2 separate regions of the Dromaius novaehollandiae genome follow, and region 1 is linked to region 2. A link is a contact called in public Hi-C data. All regions are on one chromosome and are shown on one strand. The core of a region is the stretch at or near the end of the contact, and the rest is flanking DNA. Distances in the headings are between cores, read along the strand shown. Region 1 holds the start of CLUL1 (clusterin like 1). Region 2 has its middle 10 kb from the start of YES1.

Region 1 (5,111 bases), core at 1,897-4,396, 110 kb after region 2:
AAAAGGCTTACATAAAAAACTGCTGTCAGTGTGTGCTTAGTGGCGATAGTAATTTTGGTATTCATAGTCCAAGTTTAATTATTTTTTGGTCTTTCTAGATATATTGAGTGTTTTATGAACCCTCGTGGTAGGGAATAAGTTCTGTGTAAATAAAATCATCCAGTCAGAACTAACAAGTGAAGAAGAGAAGGAGAAGTAAAGATGTTAGAAAGCTACCAGATCTTTTTTTGGCTTGCTAATACATATAGTTTAAAGATCTGGGCTCAAGGTGGAATTTTCCATCAAGTTTGTTGAAAGTAATTGTTAGGCTCTTCCCTCTTTTTTTTTTTTTTTTTTTTGAAATATACCCTATGCTCTACTTCTCAGGATCACTGGAACACATTGCATTGCAGTAAGACATTAGCAATTCCCTTGATCCCCTGTACTTTTTCTGCAGCACTTGATAATTTGTGCGTTTTGATCTTTTTTCAGAAGGTCTGAAGTTTGTAAAGTAAGCTGGAAAGTGTTCTGTGGCCTGTGGTGCAAAGGGCATGTGGAGCTGAGCAGCTGGACCTTCTGCACTAAACACTTTCTATACAGTTACTTGCAGTTGCCTGAGTCTGAATTCAGTGAAGCAGGTGAGAAATGAGTAAAATGTGCTGCTTCATTCAGCATAGTGCTGTCACAGCAGCTCTGGCTTGTGGATGTCACAAACTGAAGTTCTCTCTCCAGAGTAAGGTTCAAATCCACATGCAGAATTTAATGGCTCCTTTTACTGCAGATCTTCGTTATTTCTACTTGGTGGTCACCATCAGCTTGACTATGTCTAGGCTTTTCCTGGTTACTTCACAATTGCAGGATAAAATGGGAAAGCTCAGATCAAGGAGGATGATGTCAGATAACATGTTCTACCTCCCAGCTGGGAGGAGCTGAGGGAACATAAATGTTAACCCAGGGTAACTCAACTGTGTTTTGTCAAGCGCTCGCTGTCTAGTTGTATTTGTTTAGACATTAGACCACAGGGAGAAATTGTCAGCACGTGTCTTGGTTAGAAAGTTATGTTTTCGAGCAAAGATGGAAACTCTTCATCTCTAGCTTTTGAAAGAACAGTGTGCAATTTGGAAAAGGTAACCATGGAGTAAGCAGTGCTGCTGTTCAGTGCCTCAGTATGCCTCAAGGTTCTTTGCAAACACATGCTCTTTCTTAAGAAACTGACAAATATTAACTAATAGTTTAACTTCTGAAATGTAAACATCCAGGTTCCTGATAGGCCAGATAGGATGGCTGTTGGCTCAACTTCTGCTTCTAGGACACAGAGACTGAGAAGATGCACAGAGCTGCTGCAGGAGGTTTCTATGCTAGTTACAGAAAAGGGCAGAAGCAAAGAAAGATTTCGTGTAACTCCTGACTTTGCTATACAACCACCTAAAGAGATGTATGTTGCTCAGAGTGTACATGCAATGTTTTACATTTTTGCTGAAAAGGGGAGACTCCAAGAGTTTTCTTCTAGATTGCTTATCGGCCTAAGCACAACGGTGTTTAATTTTGTATTAAAAATAGTCACAACTTAATAAAAGAAACTCAGATGCACTTCAGTTACCTTTTTTTCTTCACTGCTCTTCTTCAAGGTTTTCATCAGATCTACATGTTTATCTTCATTTCTTTCCATCATAATTTTCATCTGCTTAATACCAGTCAAAGCTTTCTTTACCTCTTCGTCTACATATTTCTCTCCAACTTCAGATAGTACTGAAAAAAGCCAAATTACAAAGTGACTTAATCAGACTTTGAAAGTGGCACAAATTGTCATGCACTGATAACAAAGGAAAATGAAACAGCTGTGTTTTCCTACAGTTACAGAGCAATATCTTGAGACAGTGAATGTTGTAACATGGAGCCAAGACAATTTCTATCAGATAAGAATCTGGTCCAGAGCCTTCACCAGTGATCAGCTGTGCATACTAACCCTCAACTGCCCTGCTTCAGATTACAGGATCACAGAACAGTTGAAGTTGGAAAGGACCCCTGCAGACCATCTTGTCCAACCTCTCTGCTCAATGCAGGGTCAACTAGAGCAGGTTGCTCAGGACCTCATCTGGTTGGGTTTCGAATATCTCCGAGGGTTACTCTTCAGCTTCCTAATGACATATCTTATATATTGATCTTCAATCTGAAAGCAAACTATGTCAGTTTCCCTTAATGCTTTGAGAATACAGGAGCCTTCAGCTTTCTTTCATAAAAATGTAATTTCTAGACTTCCTATGTGGCAATGACCATAGATTTTTGGTGAAAAGCTAAGTTCAGCCACGCTTTGCACTTTGTAGCTCTGCATATCCTTTATCTGCATTTATTTCCTGCACAGAAGTACCATGAATATCACTGGAACTGTACAAAAGAAGTGAAAAATACGTCACCACAAGATCTCCGAAAGCATTTCGTGTGTCATTCATTTCTCTACTCATATCTTTCTTCCTCTCCCGTAACTTTTTGTTTGCCACAGAAATACTATAAAGTAGACCGAAGCAAAAGAGTATTTCATGCTGATCCTCTTGGGATACCTACTACAAAATAAAGCCATGCTCAAAGGTGAGTAAACGCAAAATAGCTGCTTTCTCTAACTTGAGTCATTTTATTTCAATTATTTGTAATAACCACCTTTTCCAGCTAAGCATACAATTCTAAAATAAGCATTTGTAAAAGTTACTTAAATGAGCAAAAGAACTCAAAATCTGTTGGATTATATTTTGTTTTCAGTTTATACTCTACAACCTATGAAGGACCAAATGATATATGAAAATGCTGTAAATACTTTTTTGTAGAGGGAAGCTTATCTGTTAATCCTTTGACATTCTTGTCTTGGTTTTTCTAATCTCCCTGTTGTGTGTGGATGCTTTGCTTCAGCAAAAATTGGCCATAGTTTCTAAGCTTCACACATCACACATGGCAGTAGATCCTCTTGGCTCCATTGAGGCACCTGTGTGGAACTCAGCACGCTGCAGCAAGCCTGACCACAGACCTGGGCCCAGGAGCTCCCAGCACCCCGCTGATAAGAAAAGCATACGTACTCTTCAGGTTTTCCCGGATATTCATTTCCTCCTGCTTTGTCGGTGCACACTGATGACCACTCAGCCATAGCATGTGTATTAGAAATAACCAACAGGACTTCATGTTCTCTCTGTTAAAAAAGTGGGTTGATGCAATTACATGTCAGCATTTTCATAATGAGTTTCAAATGCCTAGGTGTAATAGCTACTAAGTATAATACAGGTGTCATTGGTTTCAACTTTTATTATGGTTTCTGTGATCTATAATATGCACCTAAAAGCTACTGCTAGTGAAAACAAATGAAGAAGAAGCCTGACATAATTTCTAGTGTATCAGTTTGGACTAACTAGATAATTACCACTGTACTACACAGTGGTATAATAGAATCAAGATATATATCTATAAAACTGAGAGCTTTTGCAGCTTAATCTACTTCCTTTCTACCTTGTGAAATGCACATAAATACTGATCTCATACTAAATAACTTTCACTCTTTCTGATAGTTCATGATATAAATGTATACGTACTAGACATTATTGCCAAATTTACAAAAGAAAATTTCTAGAATGTAGTTCCTTTCTGTGTCTCCAAACATGTGACTCCCTTCATTGTTTTTCAGAACAATACTTAATATAGTAAAGACAACAATAGGTGTGCCAAGAAATTGGAAAATAAATCAATTTTATAAATATACACGTCAGCAATTGGAAGAAATTCCTACAAAATCAAGGAAATAAATGCCGTTTGCTTTATTTCCCTCTCAAGAGCAGTTAGATGAGAGAGCTTTGTATTTTAGAAATCACAGAACTGCGCTTTATAATTCTCATCTGATTAAGTGAACACAGTATTTACATTCCTATTCATTAGCTAGTATAGTCTTCTTGAAGACATAGTTATCAGTTGCAAATGTATATGCAAATTAAGAGCCTGGGTTTATTTGTAAACTGGATTTACTTCTAGATTTACTTGCACATTGTATATGTATAGCAAACGACTAATTAACTTCATCAAGAAATACAAACGAATTACCAAAGAAAAGTAAAAAACAACATATTTACCATTAATACTGAAACACCTCCTCTGTAAAATTGTTCCCAGCGTCAGGAAGGAATCAGACTGTGTTCTGATCTAATTGCTGTGAGTGTCAGGGATTTTACCATGTTCTACTTATCTGATGACAAGGTACTTAATCCTATTAACGGGACATTTTGCCATTAGGCTAGAGGATTTCTGAGTGTATGGGTCTTCATACTCATCCATATAAGCAAAACCACTAGGGGGAGTGTTGGACATTATTACATAATAGAATGTAATATAGATTTGGTTTTTTTCTGTAGTCAGAAGCTTTTTTTCTTAATAGCTCTTCAATCGTCTTGATTTTTACCTTAGGAGACATCTGCAGCTTATGTTCTTAGGGAAATTATTACAATTAGTTTGTCTAAAATTAGCTTCCAACATTTAATCTCTTCAGTGTAATTTTAATTTGCTATAAAAAACACTGGATTACATAACAACCTTCTTCATGTACCTTCTGAAGATACAGAAATCAAAAGAATTCAGCAACCCAGATACAGGCCTGGATCTGTATAGAGTCTGAAATGAGATAAGGAAATCTTGGTACTTTGTACATCATTAAACTTGTTAATGTTTTGGGGTTTTGCCCCCTTAATGATTCTCTTCAGTTAATCCATGTGTGTGCATGCAATATGTCTGGAATCTGAACGTGCATGGCATTTTAGATGCTGAAAAATGAAATATTTAAATAATAACAGTTGCCTGATGTAAAATATACACAGTATTGTTATTAGGCCATATCCCACCTTGTAATGTTCAGCAATAATACTCCCTTGAGGTCAAAGGGAAGATGTCTGTAGCTCCTGTTGTGTAACATTAATTTTAAAATATCCTAATTTTTTTTTTGTTTAACTCATAGTTCATAAGAACTGATTGATTATTGATGGTTAAAATCCAGAACGATTAATGTTGCTTAGGCAAGAGCTTTGGGGGGTTTGTTTTTAGACACATATCAGGAAGAGTTCAGAACCTGTAACTAATGGGAACTGCAAGCCCTCAACTCCTTTGAAAAT
Region 2 (4,771 bases), core at 739-3,238:
TGCAGTATGGGATCGAAGCTGAAGCGCTGAGAGTGATATAATTGACTTGAAAGAGGGATGCAGCTGCATAAACTTCACATTCAAGCTCACTCTAGAGAAGGAGCTAACTCACATGATTCAAGGGTGATAAAGGAGCCCTTCTGCCTTTGGAGGCACAAAGGAATTCATGCTGAGATCCAAGAAGCAGTTTTCCCACGCACGTGGGTGCTCATTCCCATTTTTGCCCATCCGCCAGTGCGTACTTGCATGCCCCGTGGAAAGGCGTAACGAAATTACAATGTCAACAGTCATGAGAGCATTTGACCTGTTTTTTTTTTTTTACCTTTGTGCTAACCCACAGAGTGCTAAGCCGGCTGGGCCGTGTGAGCTGTCTCTTCGAGAGACCTGCAACCATAACTGTTCGTCTTGGGTCAGCCAGCTCAGGGCCAGTCTTCCTGCAGTTCTGTGTTAAATACACAAAATAGAGCTATACAGGACAAGTGTAAATATCCTACAGAGATACTAAAACAAGGCTTATATCCTCATCTGGTGTAAAGTACCGTATTACTGAATACAGAAATCTATACTTTCTACGGATACAAAGTGCCAGGTAAAGCACAGAGCAGAAGCACAACAGAAAAGCAAGTAGAAATACAAACTTCAAATACAGTGATTGGTGTGGAAATACAAAAAGGGCAGAAACTCTGCCACAGGTAACACAAAGGCAATATTTGACCACGATTCCTTATATGCAACTTTTGGAACAGCATTTTGAATTACCCCACCTGGCCGTGTCAATGGGTTGTGCTCCACTGCTCAGTGAAACATGCTGGCAGTGTAAGAACATGTTCAGACATAAAAATGCAAATCAACTTACCTAATTAAATTCTACATAGAGCAGTGGATCAAATTGCTTTATAACTGTTACCTTTTTTTTTAATTAACCATTTGCAGAGAGTAAGACAAATTCTTCCAGATTTGAGATTACACCAGGCTCTCTGTTAACTCTGTTCTGAGAAAGAATATCAGCACTGTGCCCCATAATAAAGAGCTGGTCCTTAAATGGGAGCTTATTTCATCAGAATGCTTTGTCTATTAAAATTATACAAAATGTTTCAATATTATTTCTTTGAAATTTATCTGTGAAAACTGGTATTCTCACAATGCTTTGCTCTTTTTTTGTATTATTACCCTTTTTCTCAGTGAACATATCTGCTTACGGATGACATGATGAATTATTATTTCAACAAAATTCTGAATTTCCTGATTTTATCTCTGGCAGAAACTCATTGTTTTCACACTAGTAACAAATAAAAAGAGAGTCTGAGTGTCTTTCACGGGAAAAATGAATTTCTTGTCTACTTTTTTTCTTTTCTTAGTAAGGGAACTATTGTCTGAATCTCTGTGAGCCCCTATATTGCATGGTGGGACTTGGACTTGCCAGTGTGCATCTTCCAAGTTGAGGGAGCTCTTGCTGTTGCTTCCCCTATCACCAGTGCTCAGAGCCCAGAGTTTAAATGCATTCATGAATTTAAATACACTCATTTTAAATACAGTCTTTGCAGGAATGGCTGAAAAAATGACATGGTGAGATTTACAAGTTTTCAAAGTTAAATCTTTAATGTGCTGCCTAACCTACTCCCTTCACAAGCATATTTGCATGCAAGAACAAGCAGTGTTTCCATTAGTGCACACAGGCAGGGTTCACGGGATTTGCACATATAGGCAACAAATGTAAACTACTTTGCAAGTCTGTGCTGGATCCTAATACTGAATTATTGCCCAAGTTAGTTCTAAATGTATACCTTTGATGCACGTAGCCAAACCAAGTCTGTTTTTCTTGCAGAATATATTGTGGTAGGAACTCCCACAAAAGTCAAGGGCAGAGAAGTTCCCCAGGGCACCTTTGAAAGACTTCCCCACAGACGGTTGTCTTCAGAGGCCGTCAGAGTTCAGACATTCCTAAGTTGCAGCTCATTTTTGAAGTTCTCCAGGAAGCTTTGCTGCAGTGTGGCCTCAGGGCACTTCTGCTATTTGCTTTTGTTTCATTTGACCAAAAAAATAAACCAGAAGGGGCACCATGAAACCAAAATAATCTACTTATCAGCAACCACAAGAGGGTGCAGTTGCATCTTATTAAATCCAGAGCCAACAGCAAACAAGAAATTGATTGCAGCAATAGCTGCCTGCAGAAACGTCTAACAAAACAATTACAGGAAAAATTTAATCCAGAGCAGTAAAATGGGAGAAAAAATATATTGAAACACTCTGAATGCATTAATAAACAAAACTGTTTCTCAGTTGACATTGGCTAAAAAAAACTAATGCACTTAAAATTCCTTTCAAACCGTAGCAGGATCCATTTGTAATTTGTTTTCTCTGAGCGCATGAAGAGCCCCAAGTGCTCCAAAGGGAAGCAATGGGCTATGAAATTCATTCTGCTGTTTTACTTTGGCTTCTCAGACATTCTCAGAAACAGCATGAAGCAAGCCAAGCATTTTCTGCTTTACCAGCATACGTCTGCAATGACGTTCTGGGCTTCAATAGTTAACTGTGAATTTATATGGGTGTGATGAAGCTCAGAATTGTTAGTGATTATTTCACATCTGTCTGACTAACACAGGTCATTTACATGATTATAGCTCTTATTAAGAAAGTCCCTAATAGACCCACTTTGGGGACAACCAACCCATCTTGAAAATTGTACACAAAGAACAAAAAAATGATAGGTGCCTGCAAGGACTAGAGAAATGATCATGTAATACAGCCGACCAAATGATCTGCGTACCAACAGGCAGTCACACTCAGATACCAGGCACAGTTCTGATGTGGTTCATTTCTGCACTCTTCATGGTCTGGTGTCACTGGCTATACTTGTCACTCCCTGAAGCCCATGTCACCCAAAGCAGTGGCTCTCCCTCTCTCAAGTCACTTCTGATCAATATGGATACTTTAATACAAGTTCGTGGGCTCAACCGTGGTGTAGCTGCGGGAAATCTGAGAGGCGGTGATATTCAGAGTGCTTGACTAGCTGATCTGTTAGTCACACCTACTCTCAAATGCAAGGAATTACGTGTTTATTATACTCAGCAAAGCACTTGATTAACTTGGGGAATGGGAAACACAGGCTCTGTCCTGTGTCCACTGTTGTCAGGATGAAGCTTGCCCTGATACAAAAGAAGCAGGACAAACTTTGTCATGTTTAAACCAACAGTTGCCCTGAAATATAGACACTGAGACAGCCATCAATTATAGAAAGTCTATAGAAAGCCTTCTCTTCTACTTTGCAGCCTCTTTGTGTAGTCAGTGACTCGAGGCCTCTTTTACAAAGCCAGGGAGTACAAAATGGCCTGGCAAGATATCTTAACTACCAATATCCTAAAGCTCTGACCAAAGTACATCATCCCATACCTCTCCCAAAAGTACTTACAGTTGTTGTTAAAACTGTTTCTGTGCCTTCTGTTAGAACTGAATTTAGCAGTATGTTTCTGAATAACAAATAAAACCGAATTTTGCTGTATGTTTCTAAAGCTAAAAGTAAACAAAGCTTTTGCTTTGTAGCCAGGGATCTTTTTTTCCAAAAGCAGAGTTCAGAGTTTTTAAAAAATGCCCAGCCCTAGCAAAACAGTTGTGAAATCTCATATGTGATTTTTCACCTCAAAGGCCTAGGTCTTCCACATTAGTTCTTTTTACATTTTTTAAACAAACATAGCTTTTGAGTGCCTCTGTGAAACATCATATTTTAAATGTGTTGAAACACACTAAGTCATACCACATGAATTTCATCACGTTACATTCAATGTGTATGAAATATATTTACCTTTATACTTAGAGTAAAACAGGGAGGTGATATACAATTCTTACTGCTAGGTTGGAGCAACCATAATATTCTCTAGGGAGAACATTTTCAAATGTGCTCGGTTTTGGCTTGACTCCTTTTCCTTATTACTGCTCCAGAATTTTCTGTCCATGTTTTTTAATACAAAAGCGGTTTCTGTAATATTGACTTTTTCCACAGGAAAAAGTTGGTTATGCCAAAACAATGTGATGTCCCTTTGGGAAAATAAAAGCGAATTGAGAATGTTTTGAACTGTCAAAAAGAATCTAAGTGTTTTGCTTCAGGATGGTTTGTCATTACTGGCCATGAGTTTGTCATGGTCTGGGTCCCTCAATTTCCCTGTCATCTGGGGTCCTGGATGGATTACATTTTCCATAAGGAACAATAGAGTCCCTTCTAGTGTGTTACAATGATGCGTCAAAGATGTCCCACATTTCAAAACCAAAATATTTTGGAACTTTCCGTGTTTTATTTTTCTCCTCATTTGGAAAACAAAAGCAAAAATATGTGAAATTATAGGACAGACGATCTGATTTTCAGTAGGCTCTGTTTTGAAAGAACTAGGACTAGGATATGCAAATTCCTGTGCTCTGGAAAACCCACTTTAACCAAAAGTGAAAGGAAAAACAAGCTGAAGGAAGCAGCATGTGAGCCACACTAATGTAATCTTCAATGCCATATATTTTTCTTTCATTAATATTTTTCTTCTTTCCTTTAACTACATTTGTTTCTGAGTTATTAACTAACATTGTCCCATTATTATGAGAAGATTGATAAATCTATGTATTTATCCCATCAGTTACAATTCATTCCATGGACAATGGAATATCACCTATGTGATGTTTGTCTGGCTTCCATAAACCATTAAATGAAATGTAGGAAACAAAGGTAAAGAATTAAATATGATGTTACTCAAAAAAAATCAAACACTTAAATATTACCTCCAAAGTTTTG

What was found. Hi-C and Micro-C count contacts between places; a contact is called where the count stands out from the background.
Region 1: a contact with region 2 is called in a Hi-C map of ovary, with 4 times the contacts expected there. The contact joins the promoter of CLUL1 here to the enhancer-like site in region 2. A contact is called at or near these places in 3 of 4 Hi-C or Micro-C datasets (brain, liver and ovary).

What each region holds. Positions count from the first base shown.
Region 1 is chr2:118,498,228-118,503,338 of bDroNov1.hap1, forward strand. It overlaps CLUL1 (clusterin like 1), which reads right to left and starts at 3,147. Exons shown (of 7, transcript XM_026122830.2): 1 at 3,045-3,147; 2 at 1,580-1,728. The coding sequence starts at 3,147.
Region 2 is chr2:118,392,228-118,396,998 of bDroNov1.hap1, forward strand. No RefSeq gene overlaps it. Among named protein-coding and RNA genes, the nearest start is that of YES1, 10 kb to the right of the region's middle. Within about 2 kb of position 1,989, at least 1 of the 2 cell types and tissues checked has open chromatin away from gene starts, as enhancers often do.